Linked DNA regions of Mus musculus: all the other regions are linked to region 1. The links are chromatin contacts, called in public HiCAR-type, HiChIP or PLAC-seq and promoter capture Hi-C maps. All regions are on one chromosome and are shown on one strand. The core of a region is the stretch at or near the end of the contact, and the rest is flanking DNA. Distances in the headings are between cores, read along the strand shown. Region 1 holds the start of Elovl6 (ELOVL family member 6, elongation of long chain fatty acids (yeast)). Region 2 holds the start of Neurog2 (neurogenin 2). Region 3 holds the start of Cyp2u1 (cytochrome P450, family 2, subfamily u, polypeptide 1). Region 4 holds the start of Tifa (TRAF-interacting protein with forkhead-associated domain). Region 5 holds the start of Fam241a (family with sequence similarity 241, member A). Region 6 has its middle 31 kb from the start of Gm35667. Region 7 overlaps Gm36373 (a long non-coding RNA gene).

Region 1 (3,116 bases), core at 379-2,878:
GTGCAATTTCCAGGATGGCCAGGGATACACAGAGAATCAAAAAACAAAAACAAATAAAAAACCCAAACAAAAACAAAAACAAATGACATTAAAAACCCAGGGTGTCATTCTATCTCCTTGGCTGACCTGGATCTTGTTACTAGACCAGGCTAATCTCAAACTCACAAAAATCCACATGCTTCTGACTCCAGAGTGTATTAGGATTAAGGACATACCCACCCCCCAATTAAGGACATACCCCACCCTTTTAAGACTTGGGGGGCAGGGGAAGCAAGGATGTCACTGTGAAATTCAGACTCACCTCAAATTTCTGGCAATTTTACTAGCACCAGTCTTCCCGCCTCAGCCTCCAGTGTCTTCCTGAGATGATCTGACTGCATGAAATGCCCTCGCCTCATTTTAGTTGGCTGGTAGGTGAGGAAATGAACATCTTAGAGGGTATTTTCTCTCTGGTCCTAATGTACATCTTTAAACTAATAGGTTCTTAGCTGGGCTGTGGTGGCCCGAACCTTAGTCCCAGAACTTGTGAGTGAGGCAGAGGCAGGCAGATCTCTGAGTCTGAGACCAGCCTGGTTTACAGAGCCAGTTCCAGGGCAACAAGGGCTACACAGAAAAATCATGTCTCGAAAAGCCAAAAGCACCTAAAAAACCCAAACCAAACAAACAAAAAAACCCAATCTTGAAAATCACAAACATTTAAAAAACAAACAAACAAACTAATAAGTGTTGATCAGTATCTTTTGTTGGATCTAAATATTATATTATTAGGTACCTTATTGTCTCTTACTTCCTTCTTCCTTTTAGGACTAGAAAATACCATCCTCCAGAAAAATAAGGAGTATTTGGGAATGGTTGCTGTGAGCTGGTAGCCCAGGGGGAGGATTAGCATTACATAAATCCCTCTCCTACATTAATCTTTTCTTCCTAATTTCACAAGAATAAGGCAGAACTAAAGTAAAGCAGATAGATAAAGTTTTGGTATTTAGATCAGTAGGCCTAATTCTGTATGCCAAATTCCCTTCCTTTGTTCATTAATATCCCCTCCTGGTAGCCAAACCCTCTACCTAACTTCTGCCTCCTAGTCAACCTTGACTTCCCAGGTCCTCATCCTCAGCATCCTGTCTGCACGTGGTCTTAGTTCCGAAGGCTACCTGGCCCTAAGGTCAAGGTAAATCCGCGCCCAAGCTGCCCGGTGGAGGTGGTCTCAGAGGGTGCTGCGGGATCGAGGTAGTGAGGAGACTAGATCGCAAGACGTGATCCTCACATTTATTTGCCTGGAGTTCTCATGCCAGAGAACCTGGCAGATTTTACTATTTCCCAATTGTTTACTCGCCAAGCTTTCAGGTCCACGCGCCTCAGGGCTGCGCCTCTCACTCTGAAACTTCATTCAAAGGCCAGGCAGGGAGGCCCAAGAGGTGGCGAATGGGCTTGAGTATGACCTCAAGGCCACTTCCTCCCTCTTGGCGCCCTTCCCTCCCCTCCCCCAGTCCACCAACCACCTTCTTGTAAACAAAACTATCCCCCAGGGCGATGGGAGGTCTTGCTCTTCTGCGCCCTCTCGCGCAAAGGGTTAATTTTCCCGATCGCACGAGGGGGAGGAGATTTCCCTGTAGACGAGTAAAAAGCGTGATGGACAAACGTGCGGGCACTAAGACCGCAAGGCATTCATTTCCTCCTACGGTGGATGCGGACGCTGGGAGGAGAGCCCCTGAGCTAGGAGCTGGGAGCAGAGGCGCAGGCAATGCTCAACCCTGGATGTAGCTGAGAGGCTGGGAGAGAGATCGGCCAGGAGACTGACGGCGGGGCAATACCTAGGGGGGTGGGAGGGGGAAGCAGACAGGAGAGCACTCAAAATAAAAGGCTCTTTACAGATTTTTTTATTTTGTATAGAGAACACGTAGCGACTCCGAAGATCAGCCCCAATGAACATGTCAGTGTTGACTTTACAAGAATATGAATTCGAAAAGCAGTTCAACGAGAACGAAGCCATCCAATGGATGCAGGAAAACTGGTAGGTGATGCTTTCGCGAGATACTATTCCCGGGAGTGCATTAATGTCGGTATTCCTGGTCTGAGCGTGAGCGGAGCGACGGATGGATTGCCGGCAGTAGCCAGCAGATCGCGGAGTTCCAGGGTCTCATGTCTGCAGGAGACTCTGAAGCTGCATGGAAGCGTGCGGTTTGGGGGGTGCTCTGTGTGAGCCGCGGCCACGCGGGCATCTTTGTGTAGATTATATAACATAGAACATATAATATGTGTACCTGTAATAATATACGGGAGACAGAGGCATGTTACAATCCAGCTATCCCACCTGTGTTGTCTCCCTGCTTTCGCTTAGATTTGGGGGTTCTGCTTGGCCTCCCGCAACTGGAGCGTGCAAGGCAGTGGAGGGAGGACCCGGTCTCCGCTCCCTTTAACCCTCTTCAGCCCGCCTCTCTCTGGTCCTTTCCCTCTCCCCATCCCTCGTGTCCTTCCTTTCTCCTTGTAGTTCTTCCACTTTACTGCCCTCCCTTGACTGCCGCCTCCAGCCGTAGATGCCCAGGGTCCAGGACCCCTTCCCCACTCAGATTACTTTCCGGTTTCATAAAGACATCGGGGAGGAGGGGACAATGAAAACTGCAATAAAAATGAATGAACCCGAGCAAGTGGAGCCACGCCATTATTAAGTTTCTGTGTAAAGGAAACGCCTTTTGGACACGCTTCTCCGCGTGGAGCAGCAGTTTAAGTACTGGAAGGCTCCTGCCAGGGCAGTCTCGGAGGTCTTTCCCCAGAACTTCGAATCCGGGAAAACATCTTGTTTACTGAGTTCCTCCGGTCAGTCTTCTGAAAAATCCCCGTGTGGGAGGCGATCCGGTGTCACCTTGCAGTATTTTAAGAAGGGAGCTCCCTCCTTCCCGTAGACCGTGCTGTGGTTGGAGATGTTTCCCTCCGGTTTAGTGCGAGCCCCCTCGATCTCCCCACCCCCACCCCACCCCCTCTGCGCCGCGGCCGGCCCTCGGGGGGCTTCCGGGCTCCGGGAGGTTCCGCTGCCGCGTGCGAGGGCGCTCGCGACCTGCCTTCCCTCCCTCCATTCATCAATGGGAAACCGGAGACGCCGGCGCTCCCGGGCTGGAGCG
Region 2 (3,116 bases), core at 243-2,742, 1.9 Mb before region 1:
GAGACCTGCGGATAATCTCTTTCTCTGGCTCTGGTGGACTGCTAAAGCCCCTCCCAAGACTCTCCTTTCATCCTCGCAAAAAAGGACCCCGCGACCGGTCCCAGATGACACTCAGGACTCACTCACTTCTGGGACTCTGGTTCTGCGTCTAGTGGTAAAGGGGAGGGACAGACAGCAATTCAGAACAAGTTTCCTCTCAAGTCCAGCAGGGAGCTAGAGCTCCTTTCTATTTTTTTTCTCCCCATTGAAAAGGCAGAATTGGGAGGACAGGCCCTATGTCTCAACAACGCCCCCCAGAGCGGAGCAGAGGTCATACAAGTGTCAGAGTGATCCACTCGCTCCTAGGAGCAGTAGCACGCCTGCCTTTGCCACCCACACAGGAAGCCACCTTATAGTATCATCTGGCTCTAACCTGTTGTTGGTACCCATCCCCTTCCGCACCAGAAGCCCCCCAAATTACGTCAAGGCGTGAAGCCTCACTGTGTCTCAGGGAAAATGGGTGTGTCAAGTGAGTGCGTTTATTTTATTTTATTTTATTTTATTTTTTTTTAATGCTCATCAATTGCTCTCCGACCAATTTCCCCTTCTAGGGGACGTCTCTGTGAACTCCTAATGTTTCCCAAACAGTCATAGACACGTTTCTCTAGAACTCAGGCACACTCTCTCACAACGTGCCTCCTGTCTGGCACACGTACGTGACCCCTTCCTTTTCCTAATTAGACTAAGGTGTTTTAAAACCCGTTTTCTAGTTGATACGGCCCCAAAGAGGCTTTGCCGAGACATGGCCGGCAGCACCACCAGGCTGCCTTCTCCGGGATTCTGACTCTCACTAATTCAAGGCTCCGGTCGCCCGCCCGTGAGACCCCGGCTGAGACGGGCGGGACGCGTATGGAGGACTCGGGCGGGAGCAGTAGTCGGGGTGCCCCCCCCCCCCCCCGCCATGGGCCCCCAGCACTCGGGCCCCTAATGAGCTGCTGAAAGGGAGCGGGCTCCGGTGCGCGTGGCTCGCAGGCCTCCCGGAGTCCCGGGAACACTGATTGGCCAGCTGCGCCTCGCGACCTCCTTTCATTAATAAATTAGCGGCACGCTCCAGCCGAGCGCGAGCCACCAATCACAATAGACAGCGGCGGCGACAACAGCCGCAGCTTGAGCCACTGCCGCCGCCGCGGCTTCGGTAGCTTGGGCTGCAGCCTGGAGCGCCAACAGGAGCTTTAGAACCATTTTATGCTGATTAGATAAAGGGGGGACGGAGGGGCGGGGGTGATGGAGGAGGAGGATGGATGGCCAGGCCAGGGGAGGGGGAGAGGGACTAAAGAAAGGGAAAGAAATGAATGATGATAATACGATGAAAAGAATAAGCTGGGGAGGGAGAGCGGGGGACCAGGACAGGCGGAGGAGGAGAGGGCGGGGGAAGGGTAGGTGAGGAGGGGGCCCCGGGGCAGATCTGATTGTTTTCTTGGTGGTATATAAGGGGTTTTAAGGAGAGTCGTGTGCCAGACACGCAGCCACTGAACCACAAGCAGCTCGGCTTTAACTGGAGTGCCTTGGAGTCGCGTGCCAGCAGCCACACGGCCAGGGACTGACTGACAGACAACCACGCACGAGAACGACAACACACGAGACTCGGGCGAGCTGCCGCGGTCGTCCGGGCTCTTGGCAAAGTCGCCCAGCCGAGAGGCCCCCCCGCGGAGGTGCGCCTAGGAAGCGCCAAGCCCGCGGCGCGGAGGACACCGTGCTCGGTTCCGGGCTGCGGGGACATTCCCGGACACACACCGGAGCAGCAGCTGCGCCGCGACACATCTGGAGCCGCGTAGGTAAGTGTGCATGCCGCGGCTCTCCACTTCGCAGGCAGTGTCCCCACGCAGGCTCACGCCGCCCACGCTAACTCCATCGCTCTAGACGCAGTGACTTCTGTGACCGGCAGAAGGTGGCTCGAGCCCGGGGCGCTCCTCCCCAGCTCTGTCCTCGCCATCTTCGCGAATGCACATTGAGGGAGATGGAGGGGGGGGGGGCGGGGCGCGGCGCCAGCGACACTTTACCCTGTCCATTCTGGGAATAAATTTCATCTGCCTCTTCTTTCTCAGGATGTTCGTCAAATCTGAGACTCTGGAGTTGAAGGAGGAAGAGGAGGTACTGATGCTGCTGGGCTCGGCTTCCCCGGCCTCGGCGACCCTGACCCCGATGTCCTCCAGCGCGGACGAGGAGGAGGACGAGGAGCTGCGCCGGCCGGGCTCCGCGCGTGGGCAGCGTGGAGCGGAAGCCGGGCAGGGGGTGCAGGGCAGTCCGGCGTCGGGTGCCGGGGGTTGCCGGCCAGGGCGGCTGCTGGGCCTGATGCACGAGTGCAAGCGTCGCCCGTCGCGCTCACGGGCCGTCTCCCGAGGTGCCAAGACGGCGGAGACGGTGCAGCGCATCAAGAAGACCCGCAGGCTCAAGGCCAACAACCGCGAGCGCAACCGCATGCACAACCTAAACGCCGCGCTGGACGCGCTGCGCGAGGTGCTGCCCACCTTCCCCGAGGATGCCAAGCTCACGAAGATCGAGACGCTGCGCTTCGCCCACAATTACATCTGGGCGCTCACCGAGACTCTGCGCCTGGCGGACCACTGCGCCGGCGCCGGTGGCCTCCAGGGGGCGCTCTTCACGGAGGCGGTGCTCCTGAGCCCGGGAGCTGCGCTCGGCGCCAGCGGGGACAGCCCTTCTCCACCTTCCTCCTGGAGCTGCACCAACAGCCCGGCGTCATCCTCCAACTCCACGTCCCCATACAGCTGCACTTTATCGCCCGCTAGCCCCGGGTCAGACGTGGACTACTGGCAGCCCCCACCTCCGGAGAAGCATCGTTATGCGCCTCACCTGCCCCTCGCCAGGGACTGTATCTAGAGCTGCGGGTCTCCCTCTCTCGTCCTCTACCCGGCCCTCTTCCCATCCTTCTCCCGCCCCTCACCCTCCACGCCCCGGACTCCACTTCACAGAGCAGAGGTGGCCCTTGCAATCCCCTCGGCGGCTGGTGCATTCGGGGGTGGAGACCAGCTCTGGTTTATTGAAGATGTGAGGATTTATGGTCAAAGAGGACTATGGCGTGTGGGAGTGGGGGCTGGCGTGGGGAACCTCGTAAGACT
Region 3 (3,116 bases), core at 344-2,843, 1.8 Mb after region 1:
ACCAGTGGCCAGATTAGTTGTGTATCCTTACTCTAAATTTCATTCAGAGTGAACGTTTACAGATCCCTGTCTTAAATCAGAAGCATCTTACACAGTGGCTGTCATACACCCTTCATCTTGAACCCAACTCTAGCCAAGAGGCCACTAAGGTGCACGCAATTCAGCGCATCCAACTTCTGTTTTCTGCAGAGGCTGGAGTGGCCTTAGGAACAAGAACTAACTACCCTTGATATAGCAGTCAAGCTCTCCGTGCTCCAGCCCAGTGCTCACACCTGCCCTCCCCATTACAGGTGCCTCCAATTCCAGAGCTTTCTGAGGCCTTACATGGGGAGTTTCCAAGGCAAAATTAGAAATGGGGTGAGGGAGGGGATATCAAAGTATGAAGTCAGGGGGCCACTCTCCTGAACCGAAGCATATATATGCCACCCACAATGGATTCAGTCTTGTACTTCAGTGTCTGAAGACAGAACACAGGATTGACAGGTGGCTGGAGAATAGGAGATCGAGACCCTGTGTCTGCCGAGGGAGATATACACGGGCTCTGGGAACAGACTGGCTATCTTGAAATATTCTCTCAAAAAAATTAGTCACTTTCTCTTAAATTTAACCTCAGGCAAGTTCTTTAGTCACCCGCGGGGAGCAGCCACATTCTTTGCCAAAATATTAGAGGCTATGAACACATCCGGTTCACCAGTCTCCTAGCTTGGATTCTGGCCATTCCTAAGGGGGAAAAAAATATCTTCTTATACTTTTGCAACTGAATGATACTCGGTGAAATGAATCCCCCTCCCCCTTTTCCTAACACAGCCAATGTTTAGAAACGTTGAGATCAGACCTATGCGTGAGAAGGCCTCACTTGGGACAAAGGAAGGCTTCCGGGGTGGGTGGTCCTTATTTTACAGTTTGGTGCCCACACCTCCCTCACTTTCCAGTGTGTCTCCCACTTTAATCGCACACTAGAAAGCCACGCCTCCGTCCTCTATCCCCTATGCTGGTCATGACGCAGGTCCTGCCGCCTGGGGATCCTGAGCCCGCGGCGCGCTCACCCTTCTCCTTGGTCATGATGGAGATGAGCGGCATCCGCGGGCGGTCACTGAACACTTCAGCCTGCTGCACTAGCGCCTCGCGCACGCTGTGGAAGTCGCTGAGGACCACCACCAGACGGTGGCCGATGAAGAAGCTGAAGATGTTGCCATAGACACGGGCCATCCTGGCCAGGTACACATGCTGGCCCACCGTGTCCGTCTGGCTGCCCGAGCCCAGCCAGAACTGCGGTCGTAGAAAGCGCGGCACCAGCAAGTGCCCGAAGTTACCCACGAGTGGCCGAGGCTTGGGCCCCGGAGGGATGCCGCAGGCGCGTTGCCGCCGCAGCCAAACCCAGCCTAGCAGCACCGCCAGCAGGCAAAGTAGCAGCGCGCCTCCTGTCGCCCGCACGTGCAGTCTAGCTCCCGGCTGCTCCCCTGCCGCGGGACGCTGGTCCCCGAGCGAGGACATGTCCCAGGTACCGCCTGCATCTAGCTCCGCTGCAGACGCGCCGGCACCGCGACAGTAGCCGGCTACATGACTCAAGGTCAACCGCGAGGCAGGGCAAGGCACGCCCTTCCGATTGGCTGCGCCGCGTGCCCCTCTCGGGATCCTCCAGTCAGCTGCTCCTGCATAAGGTGGGGGCGGGACGTCCTACGGGACGGCTGGTGGTGACGAGTGGTCTCTCGCAGCACAGCTGAGCTGTCCTGAGTGGGGTTTTGTTTGTTTGTTTGTTTGTTTGTTTGTTTGTTTTGCCAGTTTAGTGCACTAGCAGCAGCAGGCTCCTCCAGGGGGTGTGAGCTTTCTGTGGGTTTCTGCATATGGCCTGACTATATCAAAACACTCAGAGAACCCGGGCTGGGTGACTGCTTTATTAATTAGCCTTAGACAAGACCTGAAATGCTGAGCTAGTATCCAACAATGTGATGTGTGGATATTCCAACATCTGGGGATGGCTCCAGAGTGCTTTACCTTCCTGTCATTTACAGGCCAGATGTTGTGGTTTCTCTCGGTTAGACTCTCCCTAGAATTGTCGATGCCCCCCCCCCTTTTTTTTCTATTTTAATTTTTCTATTCTTATTTCTATTTTCTACTTTTATTTGAATCTTGATAGCCTAGAACTCCTTATGTAGACCAGTTTGGCTACCAATTCAGAGATCCACCTACATCTGCCTCCAGAATTCACATATTAAAGACATATACTACCATGCTGGGGGAGGGGGTCAAATTCTAGCCCATGCTTGTGGTAGGGAAGTGCTTCACCTGTGATCCACGTTTGGTTCCTGTGTTAGATCACTCCCTCCCAACAAACACACGCACACACCACACAGAATTTGAACACTATGGTGCGTTATAAATATGACCAAAGCTTGAAGGGTGGTGACTTCTTTTCCTATTATGTGGGTTTTTAAAAAATATCTACTGTTCTCTACTGCTTTTGCCGTAGTTAGTAAAGTACACAAATACATTCTTCCTTCTCCCCTCCACAAACTACAAAAGCCCCTGTCACATTTCCAGTAATTAACCCTTATCAGATTCCTTTTCTTGTGTGACTTTAAACAAGATTTCCGAGTATAAGACATTAAGATGTTCATTATTATCTTGTTACTGTCTTGCAACTGGCCGCTCCTGTAACTCACAGTCCAGCCTTAATTGGAAGCCCCCTGTTTACGCTTCCACTGTTGGGTGCGATCACAGGAGTACTGTACTCTCCCCAGAGCACACATACACTTTCCAGCTGCTTGTTGGCAGATGCAGTCTCCAATACGGCATTTCCTTCTCTTTATGCCATTCTCTAACCCACTACTATCGGGTGAGCTCAATTCACAAATTATCTTAAGCTGTTTAGTCCCCCTTTTTCATGGCACAGCAGGAATCTATCCGACCCATTTGTCTTATCTTCTGCCTCTTCCCTGCCACCAAACACCCAGACTGCTGCCGCGTGCCCCCTCTTTGAAATATTCTCTGCAAAAAAATTAGTCACTTTCTCTTAAATTTAACCTCAGGCAAGTTCTTTAGTCACCCTCGGGGAGCAGTCACATTCTTTGCCAAAATATTAGAGGCTATGAACACATCCGGTTCACCAGTCTCCT
Region 4 (3,116 bases), core at 195-2,694, 1.7 Mb before region 1:
ATTAGATTCTAATGTGGACCTGCATGCTTACTTAGAGTCTCTTTGGGATCAATCATGCCTGACAGTTCTGGAAAATAAAGAGCATGCCCTCTAGCATCCTGAATTTTAACCTGTATCTTCTGTCAGTGTTGTTAATAGCCCCTACTTAAATATTAATAGTATAAAGTGAAGGTTTCTATGTTATTTCTCTACTTGTGTTAATGCACTTTGACCATGTCCATCACTTTATTACTCCCTTATTCGTCACATTTTTTTCACATGTTCTTCAACTCAGCTTTGAAGATTAAAGAGTTCAGATGGAGCACAATCATGACGCTAGGATTCACAGGAGGCAGAAGGGTCTTGACTTGGAAGCTAGCCTGAGCTACATGACAAAACCTTGTCTAAAAAGAAAACCGTTAACAAGAAAGAGATCTGAGAGCAGAAACTCCGATTTTTATGTTACTTTATTGCCTGGGTTTATTTGGCACAATCACTTGGCAATGTCTTATCTTGTACCTGCTTTGATACAGCTCAATCGAAAGAAGATTCCGTGGCTGTCTCTTCTTCCAAGAAGGAATAATAAACGTTGATCATTAACCAACGAAATTACATCCCTTACTGGAATCTGCCTCACTTAAATGTACTTAAGTCCTTTCCCAGCCGAGGCTTCCCAGCAGAATTGGGGGGGGGGGGGAGGCCCTCCAGTAGACTGACAACAGTGCAGAAGCCACATCATTTTATTGTCCCAGAAAAAGACCTACCTCCCCTGACATTAAGGACAGAGTCCAGACAAATAAACAGTTTCCATGGAAAGACTGTGGGAATTGCTATTCAGGTTCCCAAGCAGAGGGGACGACGGAACGGACAACTAGAACATCCTTGGCAACTTCTACAGTCACTCTGGTTCTCTTCGCTCTGCTCTCCATCGCTCTTCTCCCTAAATAGAAGCCCTCTCCTACCTCTCTCCACAGCTGCCTTCTGTATTTCCATCCCAACCTCCTTGAACTTCGGAAATTAGTGTCCGGGTATCCAGTCGGTCCTCTGAAAGACCCTCACGAGGCTGTTGCCCCTGTCACCACTCAGCACTAGGTGTTGGGCGAAGAAAGGTTGGTTAGCCGGAAGTGACAGGTGAGGAGGCTTCTGGACGGCTTGTGCGCAGGGTGGCAGCATCCCGAGGAAGGTTCCAATCCTGTCTGGCTGGACTCTCATCCGCTCCCCACGCCTCGGGTTGAGCAGAGAGTAGCCACTGCCTCCCAAGGCCCGAGATCAGGCGCACATTCTTAGGGTCCCCAACGAGTCCTCCAACTGCCTGCTGGTCCACCACCCCACAGCAGCTCTTAATCTGGAACCGACCCAGTTCCTTTCTTCTCAAAGCCCAGCTCCCGGGTCACATGCCATCTAGAGCTGCCTCTTGTTGGAGAAGGTGCGGTCGCCCCGGGTGCCCGGCGACTCAAACCCGGTCAGTCAGGAGACCTCAGAGAGGCGACAGGGGGCAGGGCTTCCTGTGGAAAAGGGCTGGACGGCGGCGGCAGCCTCTTGCCTGGCTCTGCGGGGCTTTCCTCCCGGCAAGGGCTTTGCCGAGGTCACTCGCGCGAGGCCGCTCTTGGCGCGCCCGTGGGAGGCTCGGTGGCGTGGGAGGACCAGCGACCTGCGGATTCCTCGAGCTCCCACGGCGCTGGCAGCGACGGTCCCCCACCCCCACCCCTATCCCCAGGCTTCCACCAGAAGGCTCCGCAAGACTCACGGACCTCCAAGTCCCCAGGTACCTATTGGTCACCTGTTTAGCTTGAGAGTGGGGGACTGTCGCTTGCCTGCTTCTCTCTCTCTCTCTCTCTCTCTCTCTCTCTCTCTCTCTCCCTCCCTCCCTCCCTCCCTCCCTCTCCCTCTCCCTCGCTCTCGCTCTCTCTCTCCTTGGCTTGGTTTACAGGCAGTCTTGCACTATATACTAAGGAAAGGTTGAAAAAATATATAGCCAGCGCGATCTTAAGCTTATGAAATACGTGATCTTTATAAAATAAGGGAGGAACCGAACAATACTGGGGGAGGGGAGCGGTGTGTGTGTATGTCTTTCCTCTCCTATTCTTGCAAACTTTTCATCCAATCGGAAACTAGAAGGATGCCGCTTGTGCATTCTGGCTCACTAGCCGACATCCCGGTCCCCCGCCGTCACATGCTGTTATTGAACTTGGGAAATATCCCAGTCCGGAGTGCACAAGCCTCTTCCAGACCCACCTCCCGGCCGTAGCCGGGTCACAGGAAAGCCCAGCGTCGTTGTGATCCGGGATTTTCCAATTTTCCCAGAGGATTCGCATCCGGTTGCTGGGAGAGGCTCCGTGGGGGGTCCGCGGCCAGGGAGGGGAGTGGGGCCGGGGTGGGGATAAGAAGTGGAGGGTGGGCAGAGCGAGAATCGCCAACGCTGGAAAGCGCTGAGCTTGCCTGACGCTCTCCTCTCCGTACTTGGTTGCCCCCACTCTCTCTGAAAGATTGGGAACCAGAAAGGCTGCTGAGTCGGCAGTGCAGGTCTGCTTTGGTGTAAAATTCGCGGACAAATGTCTTCTAAGACACCCGGTGGGGCCATGGCAACTGAGGGAGTTGGGCAAGAGAGTAAAATTATCTTTTGTTTCTTCCAAGTTTCTCTTCCCCTTCTGCCAGCTCGGTGTCGGGTGTTTGTCAAGAAGAGAAGCTTTTTTGCAAAAATAAAAACTCCCTTCTTGTAATCACAATCGCTAGCATATCGACTCAGAGGAACCTCCATTTACAGCAAATTCTAAAAACGTGAGAAACCTTGATGGCATGCGTGACCCCTACCCAGGGGAGCCGTGCAAACTTCCCTTTAAACCGTTTGGACACCTGGCTCATTTTAGTAAAAACATCTCTGCGTAGCTTCTCATCTGTGGTATTTGCAACCAATCAGCCTTGTGCAAAAACAAAGCCCGGTAGTCCTTCACTGGTTTCACAGGACACAGGGGTCAGTTAGGAGCAGCTTGTCCCGCGTGCGCAGCTGGGTTGTCAGTGCTGCGGTGTACCTAACACACCGACACAGACCCCTCTTTTTTCTCCCAGGAGAGGAGACAAGGCTCAGGAGTCCTGATCTAGCTGTGGCCACTGGAAGACTCTCAGGTGAGTGTGTGCAT
Region 5 (3,116 bases), core at 207-2,706, 1.6 Mb before region 1:
AGGCAGGAAAATGAAATTTCATAGTACAATAGAGGAAGCAGGCATGTGATAGGGTATCTATTCTCTAGAATGTATATTTAATTTTTTGTTTCATCCCCTTTCCTTGTTCTAGTAACAATATCAGTAAGACTAGAGTTCCTGGCGCTGTCCATGTCATTGTATTGCTAAGGTCCAGAGATGGTTAAGGGAAGGATTTCACATATGCCATTACAACCATTTGCACATTTACTTTTGGAAAGGGAGTTTTAGTTGCTGGCTGTGTTTTCCAGTTGAGCAAGAGTAAGAGGAAATCAAGACCTTCTCTATTGAGACATGCATGGTACAGTTTGGTAAGAACACCGCCCGCAAGGGCACCAGCAAGATCTCCTAGCTACCAATTTATTTGCTTCAGTCACTGGCTCCTATATTGTCACATAGATGAATAATTACTGTCTACACGGTGATCAAGCCCACATTAGCATTATTTTTGTTTCTTAAGTAATGGGTTTTATTAATGTATTTAGTTATTAATGTACTTAGTGATATTAGAGGACAAGTTACAGGTATTATTAACTGATGATTCCAGAAGTCTAGGCTTACTTATGTGATTTCTAAAGGTCTTTGTATCTGGGGGATTTTTGAGTAGCTAATTACTGTACTGCCTGTAAAAAAAAAAAAAAAAAAATCGTCCCACGTAGAACTCCATCTTTACATTCAACTGCTAGTCTAGTCTTACAGATATCTGATGTTATAATTTCCCTTAGTCTTCTCAATGATATCCAATTCTGAGAACTTTAAAAGTACCCAGTTTCCTTATTATGTCTGTTACTAAAGCTTCCTTCCCTTTGGTGCTCACAGCAGGCAATTTTCTTTTTTTTTTTTTCCTTTCCACTTCTAAAATGAAGTTCAGCTCTGCTCGGTGGTGCTGTGAAACTTGCTCTGGGAGAGTCCCGGTGTCACCTAGGCACCGACCCGTGCTTCCCGATCCTCTGTGCGGGCCGTCCGCCCACCCCGTCCAGGGCGCGTGCAGTGCTCGGAATTCGAGCGCACGGCGCGCCCACGTAGCGCAAGTTGCCGGGTGGTTTTGAGGTGAGGCTCCGGAGGGCATTTCCACCGAGCCCGGCCCCGCCCGTCAACCGCTCGCCGCGTGCCCAGCCGCCACCCCGCGGCCCGCGCGCCCGCGCTCACCTGCTCGCCCTCGTCCTGCGGCCGCCGGCGCCGCGGGCTCGCCCCGTGCTCCGGCTCCTCAACCCGCCCGGCCGGCGCCGCCCCGTCCTCGTCGCACTCCCCGCCGGCGCTGCCGGCGCCGCCCCGCAGCAGCTTCCTGGCCGAGCACATCCCACCGCCGACTCCGGCCGCCCGCACGGCTGCCGCTGGCCACACCGGGACTCCCGACGCACACGGGAATCCTTAGAAGCGCGCCCGCCGGCCTGGGGGCCAGAAGTGCAGGAGCCGCCCGCCCCTCCTGTCAGCCGCTCGCCCCACCCCCAGCTCGGGGGCGGAACCCCGGGGGCGGGGGCGGGAGGAGGGGCGGGGCCATAGCGGACCGCGGCCCAATGAAGGCGGGACCTGGTGGGTTGGGCAGGGTACTGGGAGGGGCGGGGCCAGGGAGGGGCGGAACCAAGGGAGGTGTAGCATTATTCCAGTTAGTGCATGAAACTATGAATGAGGCCATAGGCTCCTGAGGGAGGTTGTATGTGTCTGACACCTATTAAAGTATATGACATCTGTGAAATTGTGTATCTGTAACTATCTGTACACAACAGACAGATATCCTGTGGTGTGTGTGTGTGTGTGTGTGTGTGTGTGTGTGTATGTGTAAAAGACAGAGAGAGAGGAAGAGAGAGAGTGTCAGAGGTGAGGAACACTGTAACAGACTACATGAGGGAGATTATGTATGAAATCGGCCATAGGTGCATGAGGGAGATTGTATCTGACAGGTTTTTAATGCATGTGAGAGCCCATGTGTGATTGTGTGTGAGTAACTATACACACACACACATACACACACTTAGATGTTGTGTTTAGTGTGTGTGTGTGTGTGTGTGTGTGAGAGAGAGAGAGAGAGAGAGAGAGAAGGAGGAGGAGGAGGAGGAAGTTATGTGTTGTGAGAAAGTGTGTGTAAGAAACATTGTAACAGACTGTAACCAAGTGCTTACAGGAGATTATATGAAAAAGACCATTAGATGCATGAGACCCTGTCTGATAGAGTATTATAAAAGCCTGTGTCTAATTGTGTGCCTGTACACAACAGATTGTGGAAGACTGTATACCAGAGTCTTTTGTGACAGGACAGTGTGGGAGATCATAGGTGTTGAAAGTTTGTGTGAGGATGTAGGTATACAGAAGAGGGCAACTGAGAATAAGAAGCTCATATGAGAGGGAGCTGTGTGCATGAAGGTGTGGGCACATGTAAGAGGTTCTGGGAGTGTGAAAGACCACCCAAACACACAGTATCCCTCCATACCAGCTGCAGCGGGCGCTCAGCTGTGCCTGGGTGTGCTGTTGGCTGCTTGTGCCTAGGAAGGAATGCAGGCTCTCTGTCGCTTGTTCCTCCCCTTTTGCCTCCTCTCCCTAAGCATCTCTGAGTGACCATGCCTATTTCTCTCTGCTTCCTAGTGTGTGTGGCTTGTGGGAGCCCTGGGCTCATTTCCTGGTCTCTCTGCCGTAGTGTGCATTTCTAGAAATGGTTTAAAAATTCTCAGCGACTGGTAAGAGAGAGAAATCGAGTTTCTTTTTCTTTTTTCTTGCTAGCCCATCATATAAGGGTAAACTGGGGGGCATGAAAGTAAAACAACGAATGGTTTTGCTTTCCTTTAATCCGTGCATTGAGGAAAAGGTTATGGTGTAGCTGGTATATCAGACTGTCGATGGAAATTATTTCCTATTTAACAAATAGGCCCAGAGACGAGTAACTCGTTTGGGAAAGCCTCTTTTAAAATGCCTTCAGGGGCTGGAGAGATGGCTCAGCGGTTAACAGTACTGACTGTTCTTTCAGAGATCCTGAGTCCTATCCCCAGCAATCAGATGGTGGCTCACCACCATGTGCAATGGAATCCAATGCCCTGTCCTGGTATGCAGGTATACATGCAATAGAGCACTCAGATACATAAAATAAATAAACCTTAAAAAAAGAA
Region 6 (3,116 bases), core at 225-2,724, 1.5 Mb before region 1:
TATGTGTGTATGCATGTGTGTATATATGCATGTATGTATATGTATGTGTATATGTATGCATCCATGTATGTATGTATGTATGCATGTATGTGTATATATATGTATGCATGTGTGCATGCATGTATGTGTGTATGTATGTATGTGTATGTATGTGTATATGTATGTGTATGTATGTATATATGTTGTGTGTATACATGTTGTTTATACATTGCTAGTTATGTAGTACTACACAGGCTGAGGACCCTGACTGGTGCAGTCCTGTACAGGTCTTGTGCATGCTGTCTTAGTCTCTGTGAGTTCCTATGAGCTTTCCTCGTGTTGATTTACAGGGTCTTGTTTGCTTGGTGTCCTCCATCCCCTCTGGTGCTTACATTCTTTCTGCTTCCTCTTCTGATGACTCTAGAGGGGGAGAGTTTTGATGGAGATCTCTCGTTTAGGGCTGAGTGTTCTGAGATCTTTCATTCTCCATAATGTCTGGTTGTGGGTGTATGTATTTGTGCCTATCTGATGCAGGGGGAAACTTCTCTGATGTTGACTGGGCAACACATTAATGTACACGTACAGCAAAATGTCACCAGGAGTCATTTCATTGCTATATTTTGTTGTAGTTGTGGTTCCACAGAGCAGTAGTATTTGGTTTTGCCTCAGGTCCCTGGATCATCTAGTCTTAGGTTCTTGGTTACCTAAACAGTGCTAGGTATGGCGGCATAGGCTCCATCCCATGGAGTGGGCCTTCAGTCAAATCAGATATTGTTTGGTTATATTCCCACATGCTGTGTGCTGCCATTTCTCTAGCATTCTTATGAGGACACAACTGTAGATCTGTAGGTTTTGTAGCTAGTTTAGTGTTTATCTTTTTCCTTTGGTGGTATGCAGAGTACCTTCACTGTAATTTATCTGAGACAATGCAAAGTTTTTATTAATTTACACAGGCTCTCATTTGAGACTCATGTGTAATTTAGCCTTTGGTATTTTATCTTAAGCTTAGTTACTATTACAGGAGGGAAGCACAGTAATGTGAGCTTGCATGCACCCAGAACTAGCCGCAGTTGATAGCAATTTTACTTTAAAATTCTAAGCAATATAGGAGTAGAATTGCATTTAACCCACAAGCCAGCAGCTCACAGGGGATCAGTGGTAAACTGTGAAGCAATGTTCTAAAATTTCATTTGGGATGTAAATATACTTTCTAAATTAAACTACTTATAAGGAAATCAGGGATTCCTCATCTGGCCACTAGGTGTCAGGAAAGCTCCATTCTAGAAACTTCTGGTGGGGGAAGGGGACACGGTGTAGTCCATTTGAGGACATCTGCTGTTCACAAAGGTAAAGCAAACAAAGTAAAACACAACAACAACAATAACAATAGCAACAGCAACAGCAAAGCCCAACCATCTTACAAATACACAGACTGCCCAGTGAAGGGCCTTACGCAGAGGACCAGAGAACTAACACCAGTCACCAACGGTGCAAAAGTCTACTTGTGGCCACAGTGGTAAGTCCCTCCTTTTGTTACTATGTTCTATGTGTCCACACACATAATAATGGTGTCCACAGTGGCTCCTGGGTTCCTATTTCCTCACATCCCACCTGGTGGTGCGCCCTCTCAGATGACCCTTTTTGTCGTTTTGGGTTCACGGGTTTCCTCTGGCAATTGGGCAGTTAACTGCATGAAGGGCAGTGGGTTATAAGGTCAAGCCCCCACGCCTCACGTTCCAGAAGGTCTCAAATAGACATGGCTTCCCGTTTACAGTCTTACTTTTCAGCAATATATGTCACTAAAGATGGCTGGGCCTCAGACCCCCACCTCTCTCTATGCTTTCTACAGAGGATGCACAGAGAACAACTCACGTTTGTTTGTGTGCATTTGGACAATGCCTGGCTATGAAGACTCTTACACTGGAGAGAGTCTCAGCACATCATTGTAACATAACTGTGTGGAAAGGATAAATAAAAGAGGGAGCTGGCTGTGTGGTGACTCCTGAGGGAAAGCCAGGATGAGAGCAAGGGGAGAGCCCTCGCCCATCTTGAGTGTAGTTCCGTGGCTTCCGGGGGATTGGTGAGGGTGCTCTTGCCCTGCTTACGACGGCTTTCAGAAGTTTTCTGTAAAATTTGAACAAAAAGACTGAAGATGAGACACACAAAAAAGGGAAAGTCTAGTGAGTAAAAGGATTTACTTCAATAACTCCCCAAATCCTACCCCCAAGTGCGAGGATCATCTCAGTGCTGCACAGCCGCGAGCGAGCAAGCGAGCGAGCGAGCCGGGCCCTGACACTGTGGTGCGAGACCATGATTCATACGAAAGGCAGCATAATTACTGTGAAGAGCAGATTGGATTTCCAAATGAGGAAAGCGCATTCTAGTTCTTTCTTGGCTACGGATAAACACAATTGATTTATGATGAATATGAGGGTCCTGGTTATCTGGCAAATGTATTGTATTTCATGTCGAATAAGCTTAGAGATTTTTTTTTATTTTTTTATTTTTTGCATGTCTACATGAAACCCAATCTGTGCACAACCAGGAGAGCCCGAAGGAATGGTGGCTGGAACTCCTGATGGATGGGAGGAGTGCCACACCGGGCACTCCAGAGGGCAGCATATCTGCTTCCCACCAGCAGTGAGACCACTGTGTGCCTCAGTTTGAATAGCAGAGAAGCGTAGGTTTATATAGCTACTTATCTATTTGTTTACAACTTAAAAATGATGTATTTGACAAATGAGCTTCTGTTTTCTTCAGAGGATACTGAGACTATTTTCTCAGGTCCTGCCTCTCAGGTGATAGCACTCCACAGTAGCTTGCTTGCAGCTCACTTCCAGCCCTCCTCCCGGGGGGTGGGGGTGGGGGTCTCAGATGTGTTTTGGAGAGTCCCATCACTATTGCGTTTCAATGCTGGGAAGAAATTTTGTTAGAGATAGTTCAAAGGCAGAATCTCCATCTTCTCTTAGATTCGTTGCTTCTGCACTGAACTGACAAACCATCTCTTGCTTCATTGGAGCCAGTTCATCCATCTGTTCTTGGCAAGGTGGGTGGTGGGTACACTCAGAAATCTGTCGGATTTCCTGAGTTGGAGTCCCAGCAAGATCAGGTATAAGAAAAGTGACTTCAAACAACCT
Region 7 (3,116 bases), core at 223-2,722, 1.2 Mb after region 1:
TCTACAGTCTTCCTCCAGGGTAGTCCTCTCTGAACCAGGCTCATGTGTCTGTCCTGACCTACAACAAAGAACATGGAAAGACTGACTGTTGTCCCTTCTGTTCTTGACCTAACTGTAGAGGACAAATTCAGTCAGGTGTAGACCAGCATCATCCAGACCAGATGACAGGGCTCTTTCAGCCTGCATGGTCAAGTTGCCTTGATTACTCTACCAAGGACAGAAGAGGAAGTGTTCTTAGCAACCAACTTGTCAGCCCTGTGCCGTTGCTCAGGGTAGTCATGGTAGACTGGCTATCTAGTCATCTCTGCTGTCACCTCCACTGTCTGTCCCTCTGCATTTGTAGCTTTTGTGAACACTATCTCTGCCAGTCCTGCTGGTGTGTGTGTGTGTGTGTGTGTGTGTGTGTGTGTGTGTGTATGTGTGTGTGTCATTTTCATAGCTTATTGTGTTCTATCTCTGATAGTCTTGATAAAAGCTGCCGGCCAGCCCCTGTAGAGCTGCCCTAGGCTTACTCAACCTCTGTGGATGGATTCAGAGCAGAGCAGCTGAGCTACAGAATTCAGAGTATGGAGCCCTGGATGCTAACACTTGACTGTAATCACTTCTCTCAGACAGGAAGCATGTCAGTAGAAGCCCAAATGGTTCATCTATTACACGGCTCTGAACTCTTTGGCCTCTTTGCATCTTTCCGTGAAGAACAGCGTCCCTGAGAAATGTCACATAGAGAACAGTATTGTGGCCAGGTACTCAAAGCTTCCCCCCTTCTCAGTATCTCTTCTTACATCCTGGATTTAAAACAATCAACTTGAAGAGTCCTTTGAAGGATCTAAAAGTGCTCCACATTAAGTGTGACATCAAATCACAACTTGGCATGAATGTGTCTCCATTTCCTATGACATACCTAACTGTCCATGCCTAGCTTCCCAGGGGTAAAGCTCCTCCTAATTCAAGCCACCGATGGCCACTCCTAGGACTCAGACAAACCACAGGAGCACACCGCGTTTGACAAAAACTTTGCCTGTATAAGCTTTTGATCACCATATCCTCACCCGGATTCAGTTCTCTTCATGTTTGTCCACATCACACTATGGGGTATATCTCCCCTTCTCAAATGTAGTCTCCATGAAAGCAAGGATTTATATCTTCACTGTCCTATCACGTGCACTTGAAAGAATACTTCACAACTGTCAGAATCCTTTAGAAGAGATAAACTTAGTCCCCTGAGCATCTATGACAACGTGCGTTACAAAGTATCCCTCATTTCCGTGGACAGAAGCAACACAGGCACTCAAGTAAACTGCCCAGTAAGCAGAGCAAGTCAGTGGTGATAGGTGCACGAAGACTCTGGACAACGTCAGCCCTCTATACCTATTGCAGTTTCTCCTTTATCCTAGGCTGTAGCCTCCCCCAGCCTGAAGCGGGCTGGCACAGACCTTGTCGCCAATGAGGTGGAGCCACCTGCGGTGCAGCTTTCCAACTTGGCTGGCTCCTTTTGAAGTGACAACTGCCCTGCTCTTCTGCTACCTGCAGAAGGAACAGAGGTTGAACCTGTCTTCCTGAGGCATTCCTGAATAAGCAACCAGCCTGGCGACCAAGTGCTGGCAGAATGGCTCCAGGCACCAAGAATGGACTGGCGGGGGTTAGGGGGGCTTCCCCCTTATAAGCAAGGTCTCTTAGTAAACTCTCGGGCCTTGATCAGAACCTTTGTCTTGGCTTCATTATCTTTTCTCGAAGTCTAAGTGTCTTTCAGCCCAGCCTGCCTCCCGGGTGTACCCGGTTCATGTAGGCCGAGGGACAGCATACAACACTATGCCAATCAATGGGATGGGTGGCACCACTGTAAAGAAGAGAAGACAGAAGGGAATGGAAAGTATTTGTTTAAATTCCCACATAGAAAGGGACACAGCAGGGCCTTGAGCCTGTCTGGGCTGGCTTCTAAGAGTGAACTAGTGTCAAAGCCAATTATCTGACTATAATAGGGAAAGGCCAGAGCTATGGGGTCTGAGGAGCCCTGCACTTTCTTGCCAGGCATGTGACACCGTGGCTGCTCTTTCCCCAGGCCACTTCTTAGGGCTGTCTTTGCAGCCCACCACATTGATGGATAACTGTCCCTCTTGGACAAAGTATGGGTTTGCCTCCCTTCCCTTCCACACACTATAAAACAGCACATCACTAAACTCAGTGTTCTGCAGCTAGGAGCCAGCTACCCATGTGCGCAGCATCTATCACTACCCTGTGGGGCTTGGCGAGTGTTGTCCCCACGCTGCTTGCTCCGCTGTAACAAAGTCCTTTGTCTTTGACCCAGAAGTCTCAAGTTTTCTGCCAATATCCATGAAACAGTAACAGACCCAGATTATTAACTGACAAACAGAGCCTGGCACTGTTTGTTTTAGAAGAAGTGACCCAGGTTACAAAATAGAACAAAACACAAATGCTGTCAAAAATCACGGTGACTGTCAATTCACTAAGTGTTCATGGAACGCAAGTGACACAGATGACGATCAATTAGTTGGAAGCCTGTTTACTGTCAAATAAAACTTTACGTGACTCAGCATTTTGGATGAAGAAAGAAGCCCTATCCTGGTGATGTGTGTACTATGCGCTTGATTTACCATGAGGCTTGCATAGCCTTGGTCCCTCTACCAATGGCGCTCACTGAAATAAAGCAAACAGTGAAAACCCTTGAGATTAACTACAGGAAGTCAGAGGAATGGCATGTGCGGATCAAACCAAGGATGCCAGTACTCAGAGTCAGTTCAAGAACGATGGAGGAAGCTGGCAGAGTACCTCCCTGGCTTGTGGGGTCCCAGATTCAACTGCCAGCCTTAAACGGGGTGGGGCTAAGAAATAAGAAATCCACCAAAGAGGAAAAGTAGAAATGACGCCAACTAACCTGGGCTACTCAGTCAATTAACCCGTTCTTGAGTGTATTTTCCTGACGAGTTTAATGCAGCCAGGTACTGAAGAGCTATTGAGCGTGTATTGTGTCCCACACACTAAGCTGCACCTCTGATTTCAGGTAGTTCATGTCTAGATAAACAAACAAGTCGGTTATGAAGCACATTAAAGAGAGGCAAGTGCTATAGAAACAGGGGAGACTTGATTTTTCAATGGGA

Evidence for each region. Promoter capture Hi-C pulls out the DNA fragments that hold promoters and counts their contacts. HiCAR-type assays count read pairs that join an accessible place to other places. HiChIP or PLAC-seq counts read pairs in DNA pulled down with a chosen protein or histone mark. Capture Hi-C pulls out chosen DNA fragments and counts their contacts.
Region 2: a HiCAR-type map of astrocytes shows a contact between it and region 1, with 4 times the contacts expected there. The contact joins the promoter of Neurog2 here to the promoter of Elovl6 in region 1. A contact is called at or near these places in 3 of 39 promoter capture datasets (hippocampal neurons, pre-B cells and stem cell-derived epiblast-like cells), 2 of 484 Hi-C or Micro-C datasets (embryonic stem cells and reprogramming fibroblasts) and 3 of 115 datasets of contacts at active chromatin or transcription factors (astrocytes, embryonic stem cells and large pre-B cells).
Region 3: an H3K27ac HiChIP or PLAC-seq map of thymic regulatory T cells shows a contact between it and region 1, with 6 times the contacts expected there. The contact joins the promoter of Cyp2u1 here to the promoter of Elovl6 in region 1. A contact is called at or near these places in 1 of 39 promoter capture datasets (pre-B cells) and 1 of 115 datasets of contacts at active chromatin or transcription factors (thymic regulatory T cells).
Region 4: a promoter capture Hi-C map of pre-B cells shows a contact between it and region 1, with 10 times the contacts expected there. The contact joins the promoter of Tifa here to the promoter of Elovl6 in region 1. A contact is called at or near these places in 8 of 39 promoter capture datasets (the 3T3-L1 cell line, the C10 cell line, the HPC-7 cell line and 4 more), 1 of 484 Hi-C or Micro-C datasets (B cells) and 4 of 115 datasets of contacts at active chromatin or transcription factors (acute myeloid leukemia, astrocytes, large pre-B cells and 1 more).
Region 5: a contact with region 1 is called in a promoter capture Hi-C map of adipose tissue, with 3 times the contacts expected there. The contact joins the promoter of Fam241a here to the promoter of Elovl6 in region 1. A contact is called at or near these places in 3 of 39 promoter capture datasets (the C10 cell line, cranial neural crest and pre-B cells), 5 of 115 datasets of contacts at active chromatin or transcription factors (astrocytes, epiblast stem cells, memory CD8 T cells and 1 more) and 1 of 9 other capture datasets (adipose tissue).
Region 6: a promoter capture Hi-C map of hippocampal neurons shows a contact between it and region 1, with 9 times the contacts expected there. The contact joins the enhancer-like site here to the promoter of Elovl6 in region 1. A contact is called at or near these places in 4 of 39 promoter capture datasets (the 3T3-L1 cell line, 3T3-L1-derived adipocytes, cranial neural crest and 1 more) and 3 of 115 datasets of contacts at active chromatin or transcription factors (astrocytes, cardiomyocytes and embryonic forebrain).
Region 7: a contact with region 1 is called in a promoter capture Hi-C map of liver, with 4 times the contacts expected there. The contact joins the enhancer-like site here to the promoter of Elovl6 in region 1. A contact is called at or near these places in 3 of 39 promoter capture datasets (hippocampal neurons, liver and pre-B cells), 2 of 484 Hi-C or Micro-C datasets (the N1E-115 cell line and pre-B cells), 2 of 115 datasets of contacts at active chromatin or transcription factors (astrocytes and stem cell-derived neural progenitor cells) and 1 of 9 other capture datasets (adipose tissue).

Annotation. Positions count from the first base shown.
Region 1 is chr3:129,530,758-129,533,873 of GRCm38.p6, forward strand. It overlaps Elovl6 (ELOVL family member 6, elongation of long chain fatty acids (yeast)), which reads left to right and starts at 1,629. Exons shown (of 5, transcript NM_130450.2): 1 at 1,629-1,738; 2 at 1,891-2,011. The coding sequence starts at 1,923. Gm35986 (predicted gene, 35986) reads right to left here and starts at 1,631. Exons shown (of 3, transcript NR_153368.1): 1 at 1,500-1,631; 2 at 302-407.
Region 2 is chr3:127,631,644-127,634,759 of GRCm38.p6, forward strand. Neurog2 (neurogenin 2) reads left to right here and starts at 1,493. Exons shown (of 2, transcript NM_009718.3): 1 at 1,493-1,814; 2 at 2,085-3,116. The coding sequence starts at 2,086. The coding sequence ends at 2,877.
Region 3 is chr3:131,301,634-131,304,749 of GRCm38.p6, forward strand. Cyp2u1 (cytochrome P450, family 2, subfamily u, polypeptide 1) reads right to left here and starts at 1,594. Exons shown (of 5, transcript NM_027816.3): 1 at 1,047-1,594. The coding sequence starts at 1,494.
Region 4 is chr3:127,788,428-127,791,543 of GRCm38.p6, forward strand. Tifa (TRAF-interacting protein with forkhead-associated domain) reads left to right here and starts at 1,445. Exons shown (of 3, transcript NM_145133.4): 1 at 1,445-1,744; 2 at 3,046-3,102.
Region 5 is chr3:127,894,867-127,897,982 of GRCm38.p6, forward strand. It overlaps Fam241a (family with sequence similarity 241, member A), which reads right to left and starts at 1,457. Exons shown (of 2, transcript NM_027482.3): 1 at 1,168-1,457. The coding sequence starts at 1,317.
Region 6 is chr3:128,000,832-128,003,947 of GRCm38.p6, forward strand. No RefSeq gene overlaps it. Among named protein-coding and RNA genes, the nearest start is that of Gm35667, 31 kb to the left of the region's middle. Within about 2 kb of position 1,475, at least 6 of the 459 cell types and tissues checked have an H3K27ac peak or open chromatin away from gene starts, as enhancers often do.
Region 7 is chr3:130,682,584-130,685,699 of GRCm38.p6, forward strand. The region is part of intron 1 of Gm36373 (a long non-coding RNA gene); the gene reads right to left. Among named protein-coding and RNA genes, the nearest start is that of Gm36373, 8.5 kb to the right of the region's middle. Within about 2 kb of position 1,473, at least 11 of the 459 cell types and tissues checked have an H3K27ac peak or open chromatin away from gene starts, as enhancers often do. A contact at or near this core is called in liver, where this site is marked.